Linked DNA regions of Gossypium hirsutum: region 1 is linked to region 2. A link is a contact called in public Hi-C data. All regions are on one chromosome and are shown on one strand. The core of a region is the stretch at or near the end of the contact, and the rest is flanking DNA. Distances in the headings are between cores, read along the strand shown.

Region 1 (4,603 bases), core at 1,665-4,164, 110 kb after region 2:
TTCTTTTTTTTTCCCAAAATTTTCCTTTTTTTCCCATTAATTATTTTACTCCAAAAAATATCATACATGAAATCACAATGGAAAATAGAAGCATCATATCATACGTGTAATCACAAAACTGAATGCAAATATCATATAAATTAGTAACAATGATTTATTATTAAAAGATCGAGCACTAAATTGAGGTGAACTATACACCTATTAGATAAGCTAGAAATTTCCTTTTTCACTTTCTTACAATACATTATTTTATTCTGCAATGCTTCGTCTCTATTAAAGAAACCTCTACAGTCTCATAATAAGCTAATGATTCAATCGACCCAAAAACATAGCAACTTTGCATCATACACTTTTATATATATATATATCATAAATGTTACCGTATAGCATTAAATACAATAATATCAATATTATATCATACAAGATCAAATCTATATAATCACATAGAATCATAGAAGCATTTTATCATATATGTAATCATAAACTTAAATGCACATAAACAGAAATGTAAAACCTATACGACATAAATATGGTGAGGTATGTCAATGTTAGAGTTCCCAGTGGATTGTCTTTGCTCTCCAATTGATGTTGGGGGAGAAACTTGATTAAACAACAAACAAGTAAAATAATAAAAAAATTGAAAAGATCGAACACAAATATTTTACGTGGAAAAATCCCTCCGAAGAGGATAAAAAACCACGGGGAAAGATAATTTTACTAAAATGGTAAAAAAGAAGGGTACAAAAGATGTGATAAAACTAAACCCTGAAACCCGAAATAAAATCCCTCAAGACATAACCACCAAATTTTCTGAAAGCTTGTAAAAAATAATACATAAATGAATTATGGGTTATTTTTCTAAGGTTGAAAAAAATCCGCTAAATTTTTTATGTCAAATAATATTTAAAATAATTCCACAGATGTGCTACAGCGTGTCCATCATCCGCTTCAAAATCTCTTGCCAATCCATCATTGTTTCACGGTCAAGGTCATCCGCCCGTCGAAGCACATCCGGGATGGTGTCCGTAACATCTTTCAAATCTTTTTTGATTTTATCCATCGCGACCTTCAAAGCATATCCTTCTGTGAGCACAGAATCAACGGAGTGCAACAGTGACTTGAATTTAACTTCCAATCGGTCAACAAGCACCCTTATGATGAGTGTATGAGCAGCATAGAACTCCGTTATAGTTGTTAATTTCAGCTTCTTTTTCACCTTTTCCTTGTCTCGCTTCCAACGCTCGTTGCACCATGTCCCGACCGGAACTATAGCAACCGTCAACGCACTACCCAAAGCTGTTATGACATGCTTTACGGACTTGGTTGCCGCCACCACGGAAAAAATCAACACGGAAAAAAAAGCGACAACAAAAAGGGCCAACGACACCCTCCTCCATGTTTCCAGTGATGCCAATTTCTTTTCAAGCGTTCCCTTCCGAGCATTACACTTCCGTTGCAACGATTCTTGTTGCAGATGGACCCTGCCTGCTAGTACATGTAACTTCTCAAAGAAAGGCTCTTCGGCTGCTTTGAACCTTTTCAGTTCCTCCAAGGTCTTACCGGATTTCTTCTCGTCGGTCCCAACTTCTTCATCGAAACACTTAACCGCCAACCGAATAATTTCGTGATTGTTTTGAGCACGTGTGAGGCAATCCCTTGTGGCAGTACAGAGCTCTAAAGTATTTTTTGAGTTGTCAAAGTAATCCTTAGCTAAAGAATTAAAGTCCGAATCGGCCGGGAGAGAGTTGATAACACGGTCAGTACGATACTGGAGAGTACCAGTATCACTAGCAACCCTGTTCCAGCTCGATTCAGCTTCGGATCGGGAATCCGGTGGCACTTCAATTCGCACTGACAGTTCAGAACTACTAGATGATGCCATCGGTACTGATAATAGATCCAATTACTCACAAAGAAGTCAATCTTAAAAAAGAAAAAACAAGAAGCATAATGATTTTATATGCTTCAATAATAGGGTGAAGACAGAACAATCTTTTAAGAGCCGAATGGAATATTAATTTTTTATAATATATATCTTTATAATTTTTAAAAGATTAAATCAAATTTTTATAATTTTAAGAGGACTAAAGTATAATTTTATTTTTATTAATTTAAAATTTTTAAAAAATTTAAAAGCTTAAATAGCAATTTTATATTTTAGGCCCATGCCATGCCAGCCACCTCTAACTGCACACAATACGTTATTGGTTCAACAAATGAACGAAGTAAGCAACATCTTCAAAAACCCAGAAATTGTTTTCAAGTTAGGATCAAAACTTTGAGAGATTATATAAATGTATGAGATTTAGAGTACCTGAAATTTCAGCTGATGACCAAAAAGGGAACCTTTTCTATAATGAAGTGAGTTAATGCAAGTGATAAGAGAGAGAAAATTTTGCATTACCGTCCGGGATAGTATCATCCCAATTTTGCAGAGTTGAACCATGTCCATAATCGGCCCTATTCAAGTTCAATTTGAATCCGGACAGGGAAGCGGGTCCCGGTTCTACTTCCAATGACAGTTCAGAACAACTAGATGGTGCCATCGATACTGATAAAAGATCCAAATACTAATAAAGAAGTAATCTTAAAAAAACAAAAAACCAAGAAGCATATTGGTTTTACATGCTTAAATAATCCATACAATGCGTTCTTGAAGTTCAACAAATGAACAAAATAAGCAAGATGTTAAAAACCCAGAAATAGTTTTCAAGTATAGAAACTAAAAACATCAAATCTTTGAGAGATTGGGCAAATATATGAGCCTTAAAGTACCTGAACTTTCAGCTGATGACTAAAAAGGGAACTTTCAGTTGATTTTTTTTTTTCGTTTGGTGTATTTATATAATCTTAGAGAGATTCTATAAATGTATAGGCTTCAAAGAACCTGCACTTTCGGCTGATGATGGCCAACAAGGGAGCTGCTTTTATAATGAATCAAGTCCATGCAAGAGATAAGAGCAAGAAAACTGAAGGAAAGTGTAGCGGACAATTTAGAGTTGATTTTTTTGGTACATTGTTGATGGTCATGAAATTAATTAAAAATATGATAAAGGTAAGTTCACTTATCCATAAATAATATAGTTATGGTTAGTAAAGATATCGTATTCACGCGGATTAAAAGTACTAGTAATTACCGTTTTTCTATTATTTAATTGACAAATTGGAGTGATTGGTTTAAACTAAAATTTACTAAATTAATCAATTAAAAAACTCAGCAAAGAATAAATCAGGAACACAATTGAATAATAACCAAGAAGCGAACAATACCCATGAAAGAATTCACCTAGACTTCATCTATCATTATGAATCTGACTTAAACGATTTATTTACTTGATATCTTAATCCGTAGAAATCCCTAAATTATGTTGATATTCCTTTCGAGACTAAGAGCAACTAACTCTAGGTTGATTAATTGAAATTTATTTCTTATTAAAACTCATATCATCGCATTAACTCGATCTATAGATTCCCCTATTAGATTTGACTCTAATCTAGTAGATTTATGTCATCCTGTTTCTAGGATTGCATGTAACTTCACTCAATTATGCCAGATCTACTATTAAACAGGGATTTTTCCTCTTCTGATCTTCTGATTTAAGCACATTAAACATTAATTAATATTCTGAAAATATTAAAATAAGAGATAAGCACACATAACTGAGAATAAGGTTCAAGTACTTATCGCGTAAAATAGAAATCAAATAATAGAATTTATCATAGGGTTTATCTCCTGTAGGTATCTAAAGAATTAGTTCATAATTGCAGATAAAAAAATCTCAAAAACAGTATAACCACAAGAAATAAAGAAACTTATAAAAAATTTAAAGAAATTAAAAGGAGGTCTTCAATCTTGATGGGAATCTGCTTCAGAGTCGGCTTAATGAAGTTCTTCGCGTTGTTTTCTTCAATACTCTCTGATGGCTCCCTATTCTCTTCTTCTATATGGTATTTATAGGTCTTAAAATGCCCTGAAAGCCTAAAAATTGCATTTTCCGCATGTTTGGAATGTGACTCGCGAAATCGACACTGTAACAGGCCTATTTTGCCCGGCCCGAGCAAAATCACCAAAAACTAAAATCCAAAAAATAATAACAAAGGTCCATTATTACAAGGTCCAAATTACAAAACAGCTACAGGCCCGATACCCAAGTTACAAGCATGGACCCAATGCACTATCCAATTCACAAACCCAATCTAGCCCAACAAGCTAAACCATAGCCCAAAAACTAAAACACTTTCAGCCAAAAGAGGGAAGCAGAAACCCTAGGCGCCGTTTTCCCCCACGTGCCTCAAGCGCACCTCCGCGTCTAGCCCTGAGGCCTGACCTCCTCTGCTCGGCCTTGCACCAACCACGTTGACCTCCTAGCAACCTGCGAAAGCGAACAGAAGCAAAGCAGAAACACAGACAGAAGCAACGCAACACGTAAACAAATTGTACAACTGATAACAGTAGCAAACAGTGATGGGAAACAATGTATTTCGACTATAAAGCCATGACAAAATCATTGTAAAAGGGGAGATTTTGGGGAATAAAAAGTAGAGAAGAAAAAATACAAAAAAAGATTTGAAATACAAAAATTGAAATAGCAAAAAGAGATTC
Region 2 (4,828 bases), core at 1,976-4,475:
TACAATCATTGCTAAAAAGAATTATACAAAAATATTTAAAAAGTTTGAAAAATAAATCAGACTTCTTGTCAAATAGGGTTACTTGAGTTCTCAGGTTTATTTCGTTCTTTTTTCTCAATTTGATACCTAAATTAAATATTCGATATGTGTACGTTAGTAAAAAAAAAGATAGGCATTTAATTAGGAGAAAAGGAAAATTTAAAAAGTAAATTGAATATTGAAATCAAATTTAAGTACTTGTATGAATCAAAGAAAAACCTTAAGTATCAAATTGAACATTAAAATTAAACTCAGGTATTAAATTGAACATTAAAACTAAATATAAGTACCCCTTTCAAATATACCAAAATAAAGTCTATAACTAAATACCTAAGAATAATAAAATGAGACAAGTAATGGGAGAACTTTGTTTAAGTTATTATATAATGTAATGATATCCTAATTGCTTGTTTGTACAACAAATGAACCTTCAAATCTTACCTAATGATGTTTATGTCTCAACCAACCGGTTGTCCAAATCATGTATCTTGGGACATTAGATACATTTTAACATAATAATATGATGTTTATTTTTTGTCTTTTATAATTAAGTCCCCTCTTACCTTTTGTCATGACTTTCAGACCCACAAACCAAACATTAGATACATTTTTTTTAGTGATTCAATCTCAAATTTAGTTGGTAGATGAAGCTTATGAAATGAAACCTAAACTCTTATTTTTATCTTTTTTTAAAAAAAATTATTTTAATGAGAGTACTATGAGAAAATGAATAGAAAAATAATATATCGAAAATGGTAAATTATATTTTGTTTACTTTAGGTTACATTTTAATCACTTATGTTTGAAATATTATATTTTTGTCACTTACGTTATCGCGTTGTAACATTTAGTCATTGAGCTATTAATTGTCATTAACGGTGTAACGGTAAGCTGATGTGGCACGTTAAATCATCATTTAAAAAAAATAGATTAATTTATACAATTAATCCCCATATTTTTTCATTTTGAGCAATTTAATTTTTTCTTTTATTTTTTAACTTTTCTTTTTTTTCTTTATTTTTCATTCTCTTCTGCTTCTCCCTTTGTTTTCCCCCTTCTTCATTTCTTTTAACATAATTTTTCTATATTTTTCATTTGTTAAAATTAGTCCCTATACTTTTATTTTTTGAACAATTTAATTTTTTCGAGTGAGGTGAGCTTGTGGACTAGTTTTAACAAATGAAAAACATAGAAAAACTATGCTAAAAGAAATGAACAAGGGAGGAAAACTGAGGGAGAAGCAGAAGAAAATGAAAAATAAAATAAATTTAAAAGGACATAAAAGAAAAATTAAATTTCTCAAAATGTAAAATTATAGGGATCAATTATAGAATTTAATCTAAAATTTTAATTTGAAATGATGATTTAACATATCACATCAGCTTACCATTACACCATTAACGACAATTAACGGCTCAATGACTAAAATGTTACAACACAATAATGTAAGTGACTAAGACGTAATATTTCACACAAAAGTAATTAAAATATAACATGAGACAAACAAAAATTACTATTTTAACCCTATGTTATGTATTTCGAAGTCGCCAATCTTGTCACACTATATTGATTGTTTATGTTGTGAATTTTTTTGGTATACTTTGGCCACACCATAATCATATAATGTTAGAATATATTTTATATCATCTTTTTGTATTATAAAAATTTTATTATCTATTACTTTGATTGGAAAGAAAAAAAAACTGGGTATTACTCACACATGTATGTGGGCTAAGTTTTAGCTTAAAAATGATACAAATTATAGATACAAGAGCCTGTTTTTATGCTATGTCTTAATCATATATATATATATATAAAACTCGAGTATTTATATTTCTTTTCTAATAGTTTAATATTATATCAATATTTTCATCCTGAGTTATAAAATTTTGAAGAGTTAAAATATAATTTTATCATTACATTAATTTACAATTTACAATTCTTAGCAACAGTTTAACCTAATTTATCATTTTGGGGTAACCCCCTTGCCTTCTTCAATGCTCTCATATGTGAATATATATATATAATAGAAAAATAAGAGTATGAAACTGCATTCTTTGAAAAGGACTAAGATTAGATAAGAACAAAAGCAATTAATATGAGACTTAATTATGGTCCCAAATTTTGGTACTACAAGCTAGAGTATATGTTTGTACATAACTTGAGATATCATATAGAAAGGCAATCAAGGTATCATTTTTTTTTACTTTTCTTTTTTTTAGCATGGGATCATTAATCAAGAATATGTATAATTGAAATAAATAATGAAAATTATTTAAATGAAAATGTTTGAATAAGAAAAATATTAGTGATGAGTCCTTTGGATTTTGAATACCTTCAGGGAGCATTGGCCCCATATAAGAAAACGACCCAAAATGGGAGCTCTCTTGATAATATATATGAAGAATGTATACCTCTAAGGGTGGTGGTCCTAAATTGGCATAAGGCCGGCAAAGGGTGGCCGCAGCCACATGGGAGTGGTGGTCCACACCGATATCAATGGTGTTCGAAACGTGACATGTGTCATAAAATGCGAGGTGACAGGCTGTTTGCCAAGAGGCATGGGGATAGTGATTTTTCCTCCTCCATTATGAAATGAGAAAACGAGGGTGAAGTTGAATAAATCATACCATACATAAAAAGGGTTAATTTCACGAAACCTCCACAACCTATTATTCAAATTTTAAATTGATCACTAAACTTTAAATCATTCTAATTGAGTCATCAAAATATCAGTAATATATCAATCAAGTCTCTCTATTAGTCTAACTGTCAATTTGAATCTTATTGGAGTATATTTCGAATATGTGAGCCAATTTGAATATATATATATACACGAGGCATTGGCAACTTTGATCTAGCATGTTATTTCTATTTTTTTTTCTTTGACATGTTAAATCTAAGCTATTCTTAGAATTGAAACACAAATGTTTACAATTTGATCCATACATTTTAAATACATTCCAAATTATATTTGAGTTGATATTTACCATCTAAGCCAACCATATATGGCTTTACGGTAAAGTTGAGATAGTTATAATTATAAGGGTTAATATACTATTTGATACTTAAATTTGATTTTAATGTTTGATTTAGTTCCTAAATTAAATTGGGTCATATGATCCAATAAATGCTTGACACATAAAGATGGTGTGAGAAGGGGTGGAGTGATTTGCAGCCTTTGAAGGTGGGAACCTAAAGTTTTTAGTCTAAGGCTAAAGACTAGAAGAGCTCTTTTTGTGCTTTTTGGATGGACTTATTGTATGTGTTGGATTTGATGCACACACAACTTGCATAATAGCTCCACTTTTAACAGTCAATTTCTCATATATTTTCTTTTTATTTTTGGATTGGTGAGGAAATGGAGAACTAAAGATTGGCCTTTTGCTTTGGTTTGGGATATTGAAAATAACTTTTTTGTATTTCATATCCCACATTTGCCAACACTTGTAAATTTAATCAAAACACATAATTTTTTTAAGGAAAAAATAGGATTAAGATATTGGATTTGAGTTTGATGACATGTAGAGATAATTAAATTAAATAATTGAGCTAACCCATTTTTGGTATATGATCTTTACACTTTTTTGGGTAGATATGATGTTTACACTTTTTTTTAAAAACTTAATTTAACTAATCAAGGACCTCCTAATCATTGGTATAGAAATTGAGCATCTTATTAAAGGTAAAGAATTATGGATTAATTAATAGAAGTGGATATATGGTAATAAAATTTATTTTTTTTAGAGTTTATAAGTATAAATATAATATAATTATAGATAAATGTCTGAGCAATTATAAAAAAAATCAAACCAATACAAAGGATAAAAGGATGTGAATTTGAAATATAATTGCACAAAACCCACCATGGCAATTATGTATGGTAAGATTAGAGACCCCACATGAAAATTGTGCACAATGAAATTGAAACCTATCAAGTATAGTTGTTTATGGGCCAAGCCATCCACACAAACCCGAAGACAAAATTGTATGCTAATTCATTATTTTTTAAATTTGTTATTTTCATAAAAAAAATTGTCAAAGTTAAATATGGACTAGTCAATCAAGCTTAGATTTTTATATTTATATTTGGATTTGACTTGGGTAAAAAAATTAAACTCATATTCGAGCCAAGTTTAGACAAAGAAAATGAATATAGACATATAAATGAGTTTAGTTCGAACTCAATCCAACCCGACCTATAAACATTTTACTATGAGGGCTTAATTAAGTTTTAACAATACCAACAATTTATCTCTCTCAAAATAGAGAATACTATGGGACCAAAAACTTGAAATATTGTTGTTGTTCTAAACAAACATAATATTCTATGATCCCTTCTATATATATAATTAAAAAGTTTAACATAATCAAAATTTAATTTGATTGGTTCATGCAATTTAAAAATGTTATTCATCACATTTAAAGATCAAAACTTGAATCTACAATTCTTTTTTAGATCCCATAGCTTTAAACCCTTAAAAACAAACATAAAAAAATTTAAAAATTTATTTTAATAACAAGTTTTAATATTTTTTTAATATAATACCTAAAGTTACCCATAACACCTCCCCATCTTTAAATAGAAAAATAAATGCACTTTAACATGCTCAAACTCATATCTTCTTACATTGACAACACTGCTGACGCCAATTGAACTAAGATTCAATCAACATCAATTTATACAATGTAAACCCTTAAACATTACTTTCATTGTAAACATTACTTGCTAAACTATATTGGCAACTTCATTATAATCCCCAACTCCAAACTCAAAGAGCATTGAACC

Evidence for each region. Hi-C and Micro-C count contacts between places; a contact is called where the count stands out from the background.
Region 1: a contact with region 2 is called in a Hi-C map of leaf, with 5 times the contacts expected there. The contact joins the promoter of LOC121209688 here to the enhancer-like site in region 2. A contact is called at or near these places in 5 of 34 Hi-C or Micro-C datasets (callus and leaf).

What each region holds. Positions count from the first base shown.
Region 1 is chrA02:106,795,414-106,800,016 of Gossypium_hirsutum_v2.1, forward strand. It overlaps LOC121209688 (UPF0496 protein At2g18630), which reads right to left and starts at 2,915. Exons shown (of 2, transcript XM_041080807.1): 1 at 2,776-2,915; 2 at 660-2,551. The coding sequence starts at 1,882. The coding sequence ends at 926. It overlaps LOC121209689 (a long non-coding RNA gene), which reads right to left. Exons shown (of 2, transcript XR_005904778.1): 2 at 4,076-4,373.
Region 2 is chrA02:106,682,011-106,686,838 of Gossypium_hirsutum_v2.1, forward strand. No RefSeq gene overlaps it. Among protein-coding and RNA genes, the nearest start is that of LOC121209679, 25 kb to the right of the region's middle. Within about 2 kb of position 3,226, at least 2 of the 9 cell types and tissues checked have an H3K27ac peak or open chromatin away from gene starts, as enhancers often do. A contact at or near this core is called in leaf, where this site is marked.